Regions from separate parts of the Sus scrofa genome. Here region 2 is linked to region 1. The links are chromatin contacts, called in public Hi-C maps. All regions are on one chromosome and are shown on one strand. Each heading gives the region's core, a stretch centred on a gene start, on an enhancer-like site or on the middle of the called end of the contact. The rest is flanking DNA. Distances are from core to core; before and after follow the strand shown. Region 1 overlaps SNTB1 (beta-1-syntrophin). Region 2 holds the start of MTBP (mdm2-binding protein).

Evidence for each region. Hi-C and Micro-C count contacts between places; a contact is called where the count stands out from the background.
Region 2: a Hi-C map of liver shows a contact between it and region 1, with 2.0 times the contacts expected there. The contact joins the promoter of MTBP here to the enhancer-like site in region 1. A contact is called at or near these places in 1 of 5 promoter capture datasets (liver), 22 of 47 Hi-C or Micro-C datasets (adipocytes, alveolar macrophages, blood and 13 more) and 1 of 2 datasets of contacts at active chromatin or transcription factors (skeletal muscle).

The regions. Positions count from the first base shown.
Region 1 is chr4:18,464,523-18,468,092 of Sscrofa11.1, forward strand. The region is part of intron 4 of SNTB1 (beta-1-syntrophin); the gene reads left to right. Among named protein-coding and RNA genes, the nearest start is that of MTBP, 140 kb to the right of the region's middle. Within about 2 kb of position 1,854, at least 2 of the 83 cell types and tissues checked have an H3K27ac peak or open chromatin away from gene starts, as enhancers often do. A contact at or near this core is called in liver, where this site is marked.
Region 2 is chr4:18,607,072-18,610,641 of Sscrofa11.1, forward strand. MTBP (mdm2-binding protein) reads right to left here and starts at 1,631. Exons shown (of 22, transcript XM_021088982.1): 1 at 1,378-1,631; 2 at 472-552. The coding sequence starts at 1,495. MRPL13 (mitochondrial ribosomal protein L13) reads left to right here and starts at 1,848. Exons shown (of 7, transcript NM_001243415.1): 1 at 1,848-1,904. The coding sequence starts at 1,878.

The sequences.
Region 1 (3,570 bases), core at 604-3,103:
GCCATAGCCTGTGGTCATTAGTGATCAAAGGAGCCCTTTTATCCTATTCAAATCACAGAGTGTTGTCAAAATTTCTGTCTACTCTTCCACCAACTGTGAAACCCTTGAAAGATTCAGATTTATGCATGGACGTCAGTTACCACTTCTCATCTTGCAGGCCTGGCTGCCCAGGGAGATGCTCAGCACCCAGTTATTCCCAGGCAGTGCTGAAACCTAGTTTTGGTTACGGTAAACCTTTCCTCCGTTCTACCCCAATCATTTTACCCCAGCTTGGCCATAGCATCAACCCCTTGTTTTGCAGTTCCTCCCTTTTTCTTCCCTGAACCTGAGATTTTCAGATATTCATTTCAAAAGGATATGAGTTGGATTTTATCCAGCGTTTTTAGGTAGAGTTTTCAAGATGTCTAGTCTTCTACTGCTAGAGTGAAATATAAGCGATAGGTTCATTGAGATTGCTTTAAACCTATGCATTAATTTAGAGAAGAGTGACATCTTTATAAATGATGAGTATTCCCTTCCAAGAGCTAGATATTTGTTTAGATTTTGTTTGAGTTCCTCCATTTGACTTGTTTAAAATAAAAAATTTCTTTATGTGGATTTGTATTTCTTCTTTTTTATTTACTTTTAGCTGTTATACATAGGATCTTTCCAGTGTTCACTTTACTGACTGCATATATGAAGTCTATGATTTCCATGTATTAATTTTGTACCTAGCCCACCTGTTGAATTCTTCTATTACTTATTAAGTTTTCGCATGGCCTCTCCTGGGTTTTCCAGTTACACAGTTAACTCAGCCTCCATAAATATGTTGACTTTACCTTTGTCTTCCAATTTTTTTATGACTCTATTTTATTTCTTTTGCTGGATTGATAGTACTTTCTTTTAAAAAATTATTGGTGTATAGGTGATTTACAATGTTGTGTTAGTTTCAGGTTTACAACAAAGTGAATCAGTTATATATAAAGTATATCCATTTTTTTCCCATGTAGGTTATTACAAAATATAGAGTAGACCTCCCTGTGCTTTAGAGTAGGTCCTTGTTAGTTATCTATTTTTTATATAGTAGTGTGTATGATACTACTTTTTTTTAACAGTGTTGTATAATAATGAGAGTAGAAAGCATTCTGGTATTTTCCTTTCCCTACCCTAATCAGGAATGCTACTCATGGTTTCTTGCTAAGCTTGACACTGGCTAGCTGGCAGATTCAAGTGACTGACATTTATGTAAGTCTTTAGAATTTAAAAGCACTTTTCTGTACATTGTCATGTTGAATTCTCACCACCACCTGGCTTTGTGAGACACAGAAAATGACCAATTTGTTCAATTTTCTTTAAAGACAACTTATTGAAAATTGTACCTGAGTGGGTAGTGACCTTCAATTGTACGTTCCAGTGAAAGTTTTATCCCCTTTTGGGTACCAGATGTAGTCATGAGACTTGCCTATTCGCAGACTTGCTATTATCTATTTCTTACTGAAAACTCAAACCAGGTCTTCTCTTTAACTAAAAAGCAAGTGAGAAGAATCAAAAAGTAGTGTAATGTTTGGGACTGAACTATATACGTCTCCGTGCAAACTTTTAAGATAATCGCTATGGCTTTGGGATGCTTGTATAAAGCACTGCAAAACCCTGGTTTGTTCTGTTTGTATTTATACAATTGGTGGTATTCACTAAGGTTGCTGTGTAAGGTATGTATGGTTCCTGTACTTGTGAGATTTCCCAGCAGTGGGAACCGGTAGGGGCAAAATCCAACTGACATTCCACTTGCCAAGCCTCCTGTGTTGGGCTGTGGCAGGAGCCTGACCCCACCAGGAGAAGGTACCCTTTTTGTTCAACATGATGACAATCCATAGCTAAAGGGTAGCTCTGCAGGGCTGCCTCTTCCCAGAAGAGGGCACCTTTTCCTAATTCTCTTAAAGAGCCCATAAGGCCGATACCACAAGCCATGGATTAAACTCGCTCCCCTAAAGCACAATTCTGTACACGGCTCACAGGAGTTCCAGTGCATATTCGTGCTAGTGTCATGCAGGGGTTTTGCCTGATCTAGACTTTGTTTTAACAGATGTGAGCTGATCTTTGCAGAAGGTCTCCTTTTCTGTCCCCTTCTCTCTCTCTTCTCCTTCTGGCACCCCTATAAATGGATGTTGGTGTGTTTCACGTTGTCCCAGAGGTCTCTGAGACTCTCTTCATTTGTTTTTAATCTTTTTTCTCTTTTCTGTTCTGCATCCGTAATTTCCACTAATCTGTCCGCCACCTCGCTTATTCCTTCTTCTGCCTCCTGTATTCTGCTGTTAGCTGCTTCTAGTTATTTTATTTTGTATCTCTTCTTGTTTAAGTTTTATATCTTGTATCTCTTTGCTCAGTGTTTCCTGTAAGTTATCCATCTTTGCTTCCAGTTTATTTCCAATGTCTTGCATCATCTTCAGCATGGACAGTCTAAAATCTTTTTCCTGGAGGCTGAGAATCTCCTCATCGCTTAGCTAACTTTCTGGGGTTTTTCCTTTCTCCCTCATCTGAGTTATAGTTCTCTTCCTTTTTATTTGTATAGGTTTTTGGTTTGGTGACCTTTTTACAGGTAATAGAGTTGTAGCCTCTCTTACTTCTGATGTCTGCCCCCCTGTGGCTGAAGTCAGTATGGGGGGCTTGCTGTAGGCTTCCTGATGGGAGGGGCTGATGCGTGCCCCCTGGTAGGTGGAGCCAATTCTAATCCCTCTGGTGGGTGCGGCTTAGTCTCTGGATGGGATTAGAGGCAGCTGTGTGTCTGAGGGGTTTTAGGTAGCCTATTTACTGAGGGGTGGGGTTGTGATCCTACCTGGGTTGTTGTTTGCCTTGGGGCTTCTCAGCAGCTGACTGATGGATGAGGCCAGATTTTCCCAAAATGGCCACCTCCAGAGAAAGGCATGGCTGCTGAATATTCCCGAGAGCTTTGCCTTCAATGTCCTTCCCTCACAATAAGCCACATTCACCCCTATTTTCCTAGGATGTCCTCCAAGAACTGTGGTCAGGTTTGACCCATATTCCCTTGGAGACTTTGCTTTGCCCTGGGACTCAGTGCACGTGAAAGTCTGTGTGTGCCTTTTAAGAATGGGGTCTCCGTTTCCCCCGTGGAGCTCCTGCGCATGAGCCCCACTGGCCTTCAATGCCAGATGCTCCGGGGCTCTTTCTCCCGGTGCCAGTTCCCCACACGTGAGAGTTTGATGTGTGGCTCAGAACTCTCACTCCTGTAGGTGAGTCTCTGAGAACCGGTTAGTTTCCAGTCTGTGGAGCTTCCCACCCAGGAGGTATGGGGTTGTTTATATCACGAAATCGCCCCTCCTACCTCTTGATGTGGCCTCCTCTTTTTCTTCTGGAGTAGGGTATCTTTTTTAAGGTTTCTGGTCTATTTTGGTGAAGTGTGCTCAGTCTCTAGTTGTGAATTTTGTTGTTTTTAGGAGAGAAGTTGAGCTCCAGTCCTTCTATTCCACCATCTTAATCCTGTCTCAAGATCTCCTTTTATAACTCAGTTTTGAAACATTGTACCATCTTCATCACTGTCAATAACAAACATCTCCTGGGCATTTACTAGGCAGG
Region 2 (3,570 bases), core at 381-2,880, 140 kb after region 1:
CCCTAGCCTGGGAACCTCCATATGCCGAGGGTATGGCCCTAAAAAAAGACAAAAAAAAAAAAAAAAAAAAGAAGTGCTTTTAAGAAAATCAATAAGAGGTAAGGGTGGGGAAAAAAGTTAAGGAAATGGGTGTAAGAGCATTACTATCATATTTGTACTCAGGATATCGTAAATCCTCCTTATAAGGCCACATTATCTAATAAAAAGCTCACGATGGGCAAGACAATCTCATAAAGGGAACAAAACTCAAACCGAGAAACTAAAATAATTTTCAAGACTACTTTCTGACATCCAAGCATCAGGAGGAAAGGGATACTGTCTTTTCCATTTTGTATTTCTTTCCCTACCTCCCTATTATCAGTGATGTGTACAGTCAACAAGTGTTCCTTGGATTTCCATGTGACCAAGTTAATTAAATGTATTTCCAATACAAATGCTGTGCCATAAAAGAGGGATTTATGTTACACTTACCAGGGAAAGTACTATCTTCTGGATTAATCGAAGCACTAATGCTTCTTTTCAGGAGGTGATAAACATTTGCTGCCCTTAAGTCTGAAAAAGAAATAGCAAACTAACAGAGTCAAGAGTTATGTAATCTAGACCTTTTCTAAGAGGCTCTTAAGCACAATATGTTGTACATAAAAGAACTATACACTGTTCAAATTTTGGTATGCTAAATCTAAAGCTAGCAAGGTTAAAACAAGTAAAGTTCCCGGTTTGCACATGCTTGCCAGTTAACACAAATCCAAAATTCCCCCCAAAGAATAATTTTACATGGAAAAGAGAAATCCTGTTACAATACTCTGTACACAACCACACATACACTTCCTCCTCAAAATGACACTCTATCAAAACAAACTAAATAAAATGCAGATCCTAGACAAGAACACCAAAAACCAGTGCAATCTCAAGCGATCAGAATTGTTTTAAATTTATCATTTGCTTTTTAACTTAGTTTATGCGGAATGTCTCTTCCCATTAAGATGTAAATTCTAGCAAAGTAAGATCTTTTCCATCTCGTTCTTAGGTATTACCTGCATTTGGAACACAGGAGGCAGAACTGCTTATTGAATGCATATCTGTCCAAAGGTCAGAAATTCCATTTCCACGGCACAGAGAATTTACTCAGATTTTTAATGTGTCGGGAACTTTGGAGCGCTGGAATCTTGCATCCACAAATCTGCCCCTATTTTTCCACGAAGATAGTTTTTTTTTTTTTTTTTTTTTTTTTTTTTTAGCCTTTACCAGGTCGATCCCAGATAGAGTGACACCTTCTTAGGACAACTCGATACATGTCCCTCCCCAGCAAAACTTGATCACAATTTTTTTTTCTCCTCCCTGAAAACCGTTCCCGCTCTTTCTCAGCCCTGAGCTTACCCGGCTGCTTCTCGGTACACACAACAGACGAAACCCCTGGCTCGTGCTCCGCCTCCGCTCCCGCGGCGGACTGGACTTTTTCTTCCCCCCAGATCACAAGAAGTAGGTACCGATCCATCTCTCAGAGCTGAGCCCCTGTTTCACGTCTCCGCTCCCAAATCCAAACAGTCCCGCGCAAAAGATGCACTTCCGGTTCCCTTCTACTTAGGTCGGCTGGAAACTGCGTTCTCCACCGATTTTCCGCAGCTTTTCCAGCAAGCTTCCAGCAAGCAAACTATTTTTGGGGATTATTCTGTAAAGAAGTGCATCATTTCCTCCCTTCATAGCGGAATTGCTACTGTAGGAAGATTGGAAGCGATGCAAGAAAAGCGGAGAAGTAGATGAGTGTTGGCTGGCCTAGGAACTGACATGCTCAGCTCTATGCGTTTCCTGCCGAGCCCGTGATGCGGCGGGACACATCTTGGATCTTGAGAAAGGGAAGGTCTTGCTGCTGGGGAAACATGTCGAGTTTCTCCAAGGCGCCCCAGGTGAGTTCAAGGTCTTGTAGCTTCATTACGCTGGCAGAAGGAGGTCGGATTTAGTGAAGCTGAGTCGGATAGGAAGCTGGGTCCTTGGACTAGAAGATGTCTCGGTGAAACACGAACCAGGGTTGTGATTCTGGCCACCACTTGCTGTAGTTTTCTTGGAACTCCTACCCTCCCGTTTTCAGTCTACCCTTATTCCCACCTTCACCTTCCCGCCCACCTCTGTCTCGGGAAGACTTATTAGGAAGGAAGTCAGAGAGGTAATGAGATGAATCACATTGGGCGTGGTAGACTATTGTAAGAGTTTTATTTACCGAGCAAAGCAAAGTAAGGACCGACTGGAAGGTTTTGAACCAAAGAGTAACTAATCTCACTTGGGTGTTAAAAGGAGCACTCTGACTGCTGAATAGACTGTTTAGAGATGGGGGTTGGTGGAGGATACAAGCTAAGAATCTATTTGAAGGTTATTGCAACAATCTAGGCTCCACACGTTAGTGGCACAAGCCAGGCTTAGTAACAGTGCCAAAAAGTGGTCACGTTCTTTTTCAAGGTGGAGCCAGTAGGATTTACTGAAGGATTGAATGTGGGCCGACAGTAAAAGAAGAGACAAGGATTATTCCAAGGTTTTTTATTTCAACAAGCAGAAGGATGTTCCATCAGCGGAGATAAGGAAGGCTGAAATTGAAGCAGGGTTCAGAAGGAAGAGCAGGAGTTCAGTTTTGGGTACGTTGATCTAAGAAGCCACTTAGCCTAATCTTGCTCCAGCTGTGATTCCTTCCTTGGACTGTTACTTGTCTCTGATGAGGTAAATACAGGAAGTAAAACGAAACATTAAAAAAACCAAAAACCTAGCAATTTGACATTGTGGCAGGATCTTAATTGTTTATCAAAGTTTTTTTCTATCACAGTATTTGGTCTGCAATGGATTGGAAAAGAACTAATCTTTTGTTACACATGGTTTAGGAAACACTGTAGTGCCTATGTCAAATGGGCAGTTGAGTACAAGCGTAGAGTTCAGGAAAGAGGTTCAGGATGGAGATGTGAATTAAGGAATCATAAGCATAGAAGTGGCATTTAAAGTTGTGGGTCTGGGAGTTCCAGTTGTGGCTCAGAGGGCTAAGAACCTAACTTCTCTGTGAAGATGTAGATTAGATCACTGGCCTCACCCAGTGGATTAAGGATCCCGTGGCTATTGCGTAGGTGGGCAGCTGCAGCTCAGATTAGATCTTTAGCCCGGGAACTTCCATATGCCACAGGTGTGAGCACAAAAAGAAAAAAACACCTTTTAAATAAATAAGTAAAGTTGGGGGTCTGGATGAAGTATTTGAGGAAATGAATAAAAAGAGGATAGCCAAGAACTGAGAAACGAGAAAAGGAGAACCAGCGTGATAGAGGGAAAAAAAATAGAGGATGGTGTCCTAGAAATCTAGTGATGAAAGAATACCCAGGAGAGGGGAATGATGGACTGTGCTGAAGAGAGAATTGACCAATGGATTTAGTAAGGAAGGTCATGGTAACTTTGGCAGGCAGTAGTAGTGTGCCGGTAGTAGGTGTGGGAAGACAAAAGCTGGGCTGGAGTAGGTTGAAGAGAGAATGAGGAAAGACTGATTGGAGTAAAGACAGCAGCAAGTTTGTTGTGCTGCAAAGGAAAGGAATGAGGCAGCTGCTG